Regions from separate parts of the Sus scrofa genome. Here all the other regions are linked to region 3. Evidence: chromatin contacts called from public Hi-C data. All regions are on one chromosome and are shown on one strand. The core of a region is the stretch at or near the end of the contact, and the rest is flanking DNA. Distances in the headings are between cores, read along the strand shown. Region 1 holds the start of SOAT2 (sterol O-acyltransferase 2). Region 2 holds the start of SPRYD3 (SPRY domain containing 3). Region 3 holds the start of TNS2 (tensin-2).

Region 1 (2,700 bases), core at 195-2,694, 53 kb before region 3:
TCAAACTCTTCCGTCTTAACCCCGGATCCGCGAGGGCTGAACCCAAAAACAAATTGTCTTTATCACCCAGCCAGTCCCCACCCCTTCCTCCCTTTACTCTAGGACCTGTCCATGTTGACCTCTGACCTCACCTGCATATGCCGGGTCCATTGTACCAAATCTGGGCCTCTGTGTGTCTCATTGTTTCCTAGGAGATGGGGTCAAAGGGGAAGAGTTAGGGTTCTGTTGCCTTGTGCAAACCCAGAGGCATCCTGTGTCCAGGCAGTGCTTTCTGTGTGCTCAGCAGCCTCCCCGCCTCCCAGCCAACAGTCAATATCTAGTATCATCAGAGGGGGGTGGCAGGCAATCAGAAGGGGAAGTTTTCGTTTGTTTGCTTTTTGCTTTTTAGGGCCAAATTTGTGGCATATGGAAGTTCCTGGGGCTAAGGGTTGAATCAGAGCTGCAGCAGCCAGCCTACACTACAGCCACAGCAACACCAGATCCTTAACCCACTGATCGAGGCCAGGGATCGAACCCACATCCTCTTGGATACCAGTCGGGTTCTTAACCTGCTGAGCCACAATGGGAACTCTGGGGAAGTTATTTTTGCAGGGGGATGAGGAGGCCCCTGGCAAGCAAGGAGCCTGATCACATTACTAGAAACGGGGACCCAGGGAGCAGGAAGCTATTCTCGCTCTCTCTCTTTTTTATCTCTTGTCGCTTTAGGGCTGCACTCGCAGTATATGGAGGTTCCCAGGCTAAGGGTAGAATCAGAGCTGTAGCTACCAGCCTACGCCACAGCCACAACAACTCAAATCTGAACCACGTCTGCCACCTACACCACAGCTCAGGGCAACGCTGGATCTTTAACCCACTGAGAAAGGCCAGGGATCGAACCGGCATCCTCATGGATTCTAGTCGGGTTTGTTAGCCTCTGAGCCAGAGCGGAAACTCCAGGAAGCTATTCTGATCACCCACTCAGGTGAAAGAGTCAAAAAGATACGGCAAAGCACTGAATATCCCTTCTCTCCTCCCCTCCCCAACTGGCTCGTTAGGTGGCAGAAGCTGGGTCGTTAGGGGGCAGAAGCTGGGTCTGTCCCAGAACAGCAAGAAGGAGTGAAGATAAACAGCAGGAGCCCCCTCTGACAGCGTATGCCCACCTCCAACCCCACCTGGGCGATCTGCACTCCCAGATCGGGGCTCCCCTTCTCTGCAGGGCTGGTCCTCCTGCTCTTTTCCTAGCCCTCCTCTCTGCCGCAGCTGGGCTGCCCTGGGCTCCATGATGTGTCTTCACCAGGCAGTGGTGGCCAGTGAGCGTTCCCTCCCTTCCTTCAAGCTTGCCTGGCCACGCTCTTATCTCCCTCGGCTCCTCTAACAGCTCCAAAGTCCTTTCAGGAGGAGGGGTTTAGAGGTTATCCAGGAAGTCAGCACCATCTCAGCCCTGGCTCCGCTCTGCTGGCTGTCACAGGCATGGACACAACCCCCCAACAAATAGCCCAACCTCCGCCCATGGGCCCATCTCCCTCCCACAGGAATGGTGGGCTCTCGACACCCATGCAAGTCGTGGGGAGGCGACCTCGCCTCTCTGAGGCTTATCACCTGGCCTGGCATCCTTCCAATCTCTTTCCAGTAGGCTGAAGGTCAGGAAGGAGCCAGAAATATCTGCAGGGATCGGTGCTCTCAGCTCCCTTAGACCATGATAAGGTGTGTGCAAGAAACTTGCTGATGACTCTGACTCTTTGTGTACGTGGGGTTTCTATCCTGATGAGCTTGGCACCTGTGACAACAGGTGGTGCCGTGGCCCCTCCAGGAAGTGCTAGGTACCAGGGCCCCTTGCACAATGGCTCCTCCCTCCACCTGCTGAGCTTAGGCGGTAGGCCAACAGGAGGCAAAACAAGCACTTATTCAGCACCTGAGGAATACCAGGTGCACTTATTCAGCACCTGAGGAATACCAGGTGCTGTCACATATGGAAGAACCAGATTTAAATCCTCCCTCGTTGATCATTTACTGGCTGTGGATCTTCAGGCAAATAACCCATATAGTTTAAGCTACGGGTTTCTCCTGTGAAAAACAGGCACCAGTCTCTACCTCACGGGGCTACTGTAAGCACCAACTGAGGTAGTCCAAGGAAAAGCAGGCAGTCCAGGGCCTGGTTCAGGGCAAGAGCTCAATAAATAATAGTTTCCTTCCTACCTTAGAAATCTATACATAGAACTTCCATATGACCCCGCAATCCCACTCTTGGGCATCTATCCGGACAAAACTCTACTTAAAAGAGACACGTGCACCCGCATATTCATTGCAGCACTATTCACAATAGCCAAGACATGGAAACAACCCAAATGTCCATCGACAGATGATTGGATTCGGAAGAGTGGTATATATACACAATGGAATACTACTCAGCCATAAAAAAGAATGAAATAATGCCATTTGCAGCAACATGGATGGAACTAGAGAATCTCATCCTGAGTGAAATGAGCCAGAAAGACAAAGACAAATACCATATGATATCACTTATAACTGGAATCTAATATCCAGCACAAATGAACATCTCCTCAGAAAAGAAAATCATGGACTTGGAGAAGAGACTTGTGGCTGCCTGATGGGAGGGGGAGGGATCGGGAGCTTGGGCTTATCAGACACAACTTAGAATAGATTTACAAGGAGATCCTGCTGAATAGCATTGAGAACTTTGTCTAGATACTCATGTTGCAA
Region 2 (2,700 bases), core at 30-2,529, 33 kb before region 3:
GATGCCGCCCTAGAAAAGACAAAAAAAAAAAAAAAAAAAAAAAAAAAAATTGGCATCTACTATTCAGGAAAGACAGATTGCAGATTAAGGAGCCTAAGGAAACATAACAAGTAAACATCAATCACAGATCTGGCATTATAGTCCAGATTTCCTTTTTTTTTGGTTTGTTTTTTGTCTTTTTAGGGTCCTACCGGAGGCATATGGAGATTCCCAAGCTAGGGGTCTTATCAGAGCTACAGCTGCCGGCCTATGCCACAGCCACAGCAACCCCAGATCCCAGCTGCGTCTGAGACCTCCACCACAGCTCACAGAAAGGCCAGATCGTTAACCCACTGAGCGAGGTCAGGGATCGAACCCACGTCCTCATGGATACAAGTCGGGTTCGTTAACCACTGAGCCACAATGGGAACGCCAACACCTTTTGTTTTTATTTATTTATTCGGCCCGGAGCATCAGCTTGATGTGGAATCTCAGTTCCCAGGTCAGGAATGGAAGGGCCTCAGAGGTGAAAGCGGAGAGTCCTAACCACTAGACCAGAGTCCTGAGCACTAGATCACCAGGGAACTCCTAATAAACACCCTTTAGTAGGTGCTCAATATATGTTGGTGTCCTTCTTCCCTTCACATTACAGCCCCAGTCTAACTTTCCATAAGTCATTCAAACCTTCCTGCACAGTATGCCATTTCATGCAACTGTGCTTTTTGCATCCAAAGTTGTGTCTTCCAGGCAGAGAAGGTGCTGCCCAGAAATGAATGAAAGGTGACATGAAATGGAGCTCGGGAGAATATAAAGCACATGGTAACGGTATAATTCAGGAGACTACAAAGCATATGGTAACCGGCGCACGAGCTATGGAGGCCAGCCTCAGGCTCGCGCATCTGCAAAAAGGATTTAATAATAAAATTCATTTCATAGGGTTGTTGAGTGGATTAAAAGGACATTTCTACAAAGCTCTTAGCATCTGACTCAGAACGAACGCTGTGGAAATAGTATTTGTGGGTGCGCAGCGACCTTCCCTGCCCGCCCCGTCCGCTGCGGGAGCCGCCCCTGGACTGGCCAGTCAGCGCCCGGGGCGCCCCGCGCAGAGTCCGCGCCGCCACGTCGTCACCTCCCACCCTCTCGACACCCGGGTTTACCAGCCCCTGCCCGGCACTAGGTACCCGGTTCACCGGGCCGCGCCCGATCCGGTCTGCGCCCTTCGATTGGCTCCTGCAGATGCCTGTCGTTCTCAGCCGCTAAAGATTGGCCGAGGTGGTGGAAAGGGGCGGGCCTCCGGGAGCTTAGGAAGGGCGGGGACCCGGATGTGTGTGGTGGCGGCGGCCGAAGAGCTAGTGAGCGGAGCTGAGAGGCCTATGGATGAGGAGGACGCGGCGGCCCCGGTAGGCGGGGATCGGGGGCGGGGTCCCGGAGGCCTCGGGTCGGTCTCCACGGAGCCTGAGGCGGGAGGCGGGGGTCCTGGGCGGAGGCTTTGGAGTCGGGGCGGGCCTTGCGTTCTGGTCACTGGGTTTCCTCCCCGGGGACCCTGGGCCCAGTGCCGGGCAGGGGGAGACTGGGCGTAGTCACACTGACGGCCGGGGCCCTTTCCCCCTTGACCCTCAACTGAGTGCTCGGGCTGCGCCTGGGGTAGAGGCGGGGCCGGAGGGCGCCACCACTCGCCGGTGCCAAGGCTGTGGGATTCTAGGCAAGCAGATGCTCCTCTAAGTCTGGGGCGCCAGCGTCGACCTGGGGTCAAGCCCTGGCCGAGGGCCCAGGAAGCCAGTCCCGGGCTGCCCCGCAGGTGCCTAGCCTTCTGGGCCACACGGTGGCTTGTAGCGACTGCAGAATCCTGTAACATGCGCGTTGGGGTTGAATTCAGCCCAGGCTTGGCTACCTAAACCCTTGCTGTGTGCAAGGCATGGTCAGGCCTGGATGAAACCCTTGTCCCGGAGTTTGGGGGATGGGAAGAGAAAAATAACTCCCCTTTTTGTCACTTCTGGCTCCCAGGAAAAATCCGCTCATTCATTCGTTCATATGTTAGCACTCTTGGTGGTTTTTTATTATTATTATTATTATTATTGTTTTTTTAGGGCCGCACCAGCGGCTTATGGAGCTTCCCAGGCTAGGCGCCTAATCGGAGCTACAGCTGCGGGCCTGTGCCACAGCCACAGCAACACCGGATCCCAGCCAAGTCTGCGACCTACATCGCAGCTCCTGGCAACACCAAATCCTTGACCCACAGAGCAAGGCCAGGGATCGAACCCGCCTCTTGGTGGTTTAAATACCTGGGTCATCCTACTCCTCCCCTTCTTCACTGCTGCCATCTTAGTGGATGCCGTCTCTTCAGAACAGCTCCAACTGCCATTTCTGTTCTTGCTCCTCTTATGATCAGTTTAGCCAGCAATCAACAGCCTGACAGCTTTACAATCTGATAAACCTTAAGAGCATATCATTTCCTTGCTTAAAACCTTCCAGGGATTTTCCATCACACTTGGAATAAAATTCTGACTCCTTTCTGTGGTCTGTAGTATGTTGCTCTGGCCCTGACCTTCTTCTCATTCTCTTCTGATACATTCTCCTTCTCCTACTTTCCCTACATACCAGCCACCTGGTGTTTTTATTTTCCTATCATGCCAGCTGCCCTGTAGTTCAGGACCTGTGTTCCGGCTGTCCCCTCTGCCTGGGATACTCTTCCTCGGGATTGTCGCATGCCTGGTGCCTTTT
Region 3 (2,700 bases), core at 89-2,588:
CAGAAAAGTCCTACAATGATGTGTACCTGCCTGGGTGCAGGGGTGGCTTTAGCCCGGGCAGGGAATGTGACAGGGGAGCCAAAAGAGGCACCAGGGTCTGCTCTAACCCAAATTTCTGCTGCTCATGCCCCAGCCCTGGCCACCCCAAAGCAGCGGAGTCACAAGGAGACGCAGGATAAGGGGAGAAGGCTGCGGAAGTGGAAATGGGAAGAGGGTCTGGCCTGAGTCCTGGCCCCCTCCCCCACTGCCCACACCTCCACCCCTGCCCCTCCTCTGCCCAGCCAACGGGTACTCCTACCCTGCTGGTGGCCCGGCTGCTGTCCCTCCTCCCCAGGGCTCTGAGCAGCCGCTCCACGGGGCCGCTGGACTTCATGGTGTCCGGCTGCCTGGGGTGCCGGCTGTGGGGCCCGAACAATGCTGGGGCCTGGCCCGGGGCTTCCTGGAAGCAGCCTGGCGGAGGCAGCCGCTTCCCCTGGGTGGAGAGTAGGCTGTCTGGCTGGTGTGAGGAGAAGCCCAGCCCTGGAAGTGGAGGGGAGCGCAGGGGGGGAGGGGGCAGGTCGCTGCTCCAGGAAGTGGGGGAGGGGGGAGGATGTGGGGGAGGCCAGGAGATCAGATTCCCAGGATCTACCCTGCTGGGAGTGTCAACCCAGGATCTTTTGCCCTCGACTGCCCCTACTCTGGTGCGGCCCCTGGCCCAGGGATCCACCCTATCCAGGGATCTGCTGATCATGAGATCCAGCCCCCAGGGGGCGGGGCAGGGGCGGGGTGGGAATTTAGATCTCAGGGCAGGGCTCAAGGACCAGTGGCCAGTGGGGAACACTGCGTCCCAGCCCGGCCAGCCTCCGCCAGCCTCTGAGCCTGAACTCTTGGGGTGGGTGCCCTGGGGACTTCTGGTGGGGAGGGCGGGGAGCTGGGAATCACTGTCCTAGAAGGCCGGCCTGCCTGTCCAGGGGCTGGAGGGCAACCTGCGGGTCAGCCTCCTGCCTCAGCTTCCCTGATGGTGAAGAAGTAGGGAAAGGAACAGAGGCACAGCCCCCCTGGCCCCACCGTCCACCCTGGAAGGTCAAATTCCAGCCAGAGACCGCTCTGCCCACAGGAGCGGGCCATTCCTCAGCACCCGCCCAAAGCTTTTGAGGCCCTTCTCCTGAGAGCTCTGCTCCTCACACAGCCCCCCACTCACCGACTCTACTCCCTGGCTTGTTTCGGGGGACCGCTTGGGTCCCCAGCTCTGCTTCTGAGTCCAGCCCCTTAAGCCCTCCATCCCAGGCCCTGGGCCTGGGCCCCGTCCCCACCGCAGGAGCCCCAAGCCTGAGAACTACCTTCATGGCTCTCCCTGTTCGGTTCTCCTTCCTCAGCAGCTGTCCCAGGGCCCGAGGACTGGACAGCAGGCCCCCCTCCCAACCACACTCCACCCCCCTCCGTGGGCCTCCTGCCTCCCTCCTGGGAACAAGGCCAGCTTCCTGTCCCGGGAGTCAAGGGAAGGAGGTGGACTGGGGCCTTGGAAAGGGGGGCAGTGATCTTCCCCAAGGATAAGGGGTTAACAGCCTAGGGGTCCTCAGCCCCAAGCCCTGGACAGAGCCGTCCAGTTGCTTGAAAGAATGTGCAGATGTGCCCCCCTCCGCAATTTGTACCATATTTACTGACCCACCCAGGGCTCTGGCAGCTCCCCTAGCTCCGGCTTCTCCCACCAGGTCCCAGGCTTCCCTCTTCCCCCTCTTGCCCGTCTGCTTGGTCTAACCCTGCCTCCTGTGGGATGAGCCCACTCAGGACACATCCTTGGTTCTGCCCGCGCTGGGCCTCATTCGCCCTTGAAGCTCTAATTCAACTTCCAGGTCAGAAGGTCTGTCCCCAGGGTACCTTGGCCAGAGGGAGGCCTAGCCTGTAACTGGAGAGGGGCATTGGCTCTGTAACCCACTCCCACCCCATCAGCCCTGGCTGGGTCCCAGGACATTCCAGGGCCCTGGCCAGTGAGGGCAACGGGGGCCTGGCCTGGTCTAGTCCCCAGTCCTGCCAGGGCCAGGAGAGGTGCTAGGGTAGCTGTGGGGGTGGGGGGTGGCCTTTCTCTCCTGCTATTGCAGGTATCCTGAGCCAGACCCTCTTGCTGGCTTATTTCTACTCCTGCTGCCTCCTGAGGCATAGAAACTCCCCTTGCTTGGCAGTAGGTCCCCAAACATCCTCTGACTCTTGCTCTTGTCCATGTGGGTGGCTCACTCACCCCTGTGTTGGGTGGCCAGGGAAGCAAAGCTTTGAGTCTCACCACCCTGTGGAGCACCTCTGAAGTGAGATGTAGGCGTTCCTGTCCTGGCTCAGTGGAAACAAATCTGACTAGTACCCACGAGGATGCAGGTTCGATCCCTGGCCTCACTCAGTGGGTTAGGGATTCCGTGTTGCTATGGCTGTGGTGTAGTCCAGCCCAGCAGCTACAGCTCCAATCTGACCCCTGCCTGGGAAACGCCATATGCCGCGGGTGCGGCCCTTAAAAGACACACACGCACGCACACACACACACACACACACACATGCACGCACGCACACACGTGCATGCACACACACACAAAGTGACATGGAGATAGGAGAGCGCTGAGCCCTCAGCCGGTGCTGAGAGGAAAAGCAGCTCCCTAGAGCAGGCCTGGGAAGCTCAGGCCAGACCCCCGGCACCCTCATCCTCTTGCCTGGAACTTTCTGGAGCCTGTCAGTCTC

What was found. Hi-C and Micro-C count contacts between places; a contact is called where the count stands out from the background.
Region 1: a Hi-C map of mesenteric adipose tissue shows a contact between it and region 3, with 3 times the contacts expected there. The contact joins the promoter of SOAT2 here to the promoter of TNS2 in region 3. A contact is called at or near these places in 3 of 5 promoter capture datasets (fetal liver and liver), 22 of 47 Hi-C or Micro-C datasets (adipose tissue, alveolar macrophages, blood and 14 more) and 2 of 2 datasets of contacts at active chromatin or transcription factors (alveolar macrophages and skeletal muscle).
Region 2: a contact with region 3 is called in a Hi-C map of skeletal muscle, with 2.0 times the contacts expected there. The contact joins the promoter of SPRYD3 here to the promoter of TNS2 in region 3. A contact is called at or near these places in 9 of 47 Hi-C or Micro-C datasets (embryonic fibroblasts, heart right ventricle, liver and 3 more) and 1 of 2 datasets of contacts at active chromatin or transcription factors (skeletal muscle).

The regions. Positions count from the first base shown.
Region 1 is chr5:18,357,685-18,360,384 of Sscrofa11.1, reverse strand. It overlaps SOAT2 (sterol O-acyltransferase 2), which reads right to left and starts at 1,444. Exons shown (of 15, transcript XM_021091697.1): 1 at 1,140-1,444; 2 at 132-187. The coding sequence starts at 1,260.
Region 2 is chr5:18,337,241-18,339,940 of Sscrofa11.1, reverse strand. It overlaps SPRYD3 (SPRY domain containing 3), which reads left to right and starts at 1,279. Exons shown (of 11, transcript NM_001245003.1): 1 at 1,279-1,379. The coding sequence starts at 1,357.
Region 3 is chr5:18,304,126-18,306,825 of Sscrofa11.1, reverse strand. TNS2 (tensin-2) reads right to left here and starts at 1,338. Exons shown (of 31, transcript XM_021091695.1): 1 at 1,320-1,338; 2 at 299-472. The coding sequence starts at 1,325.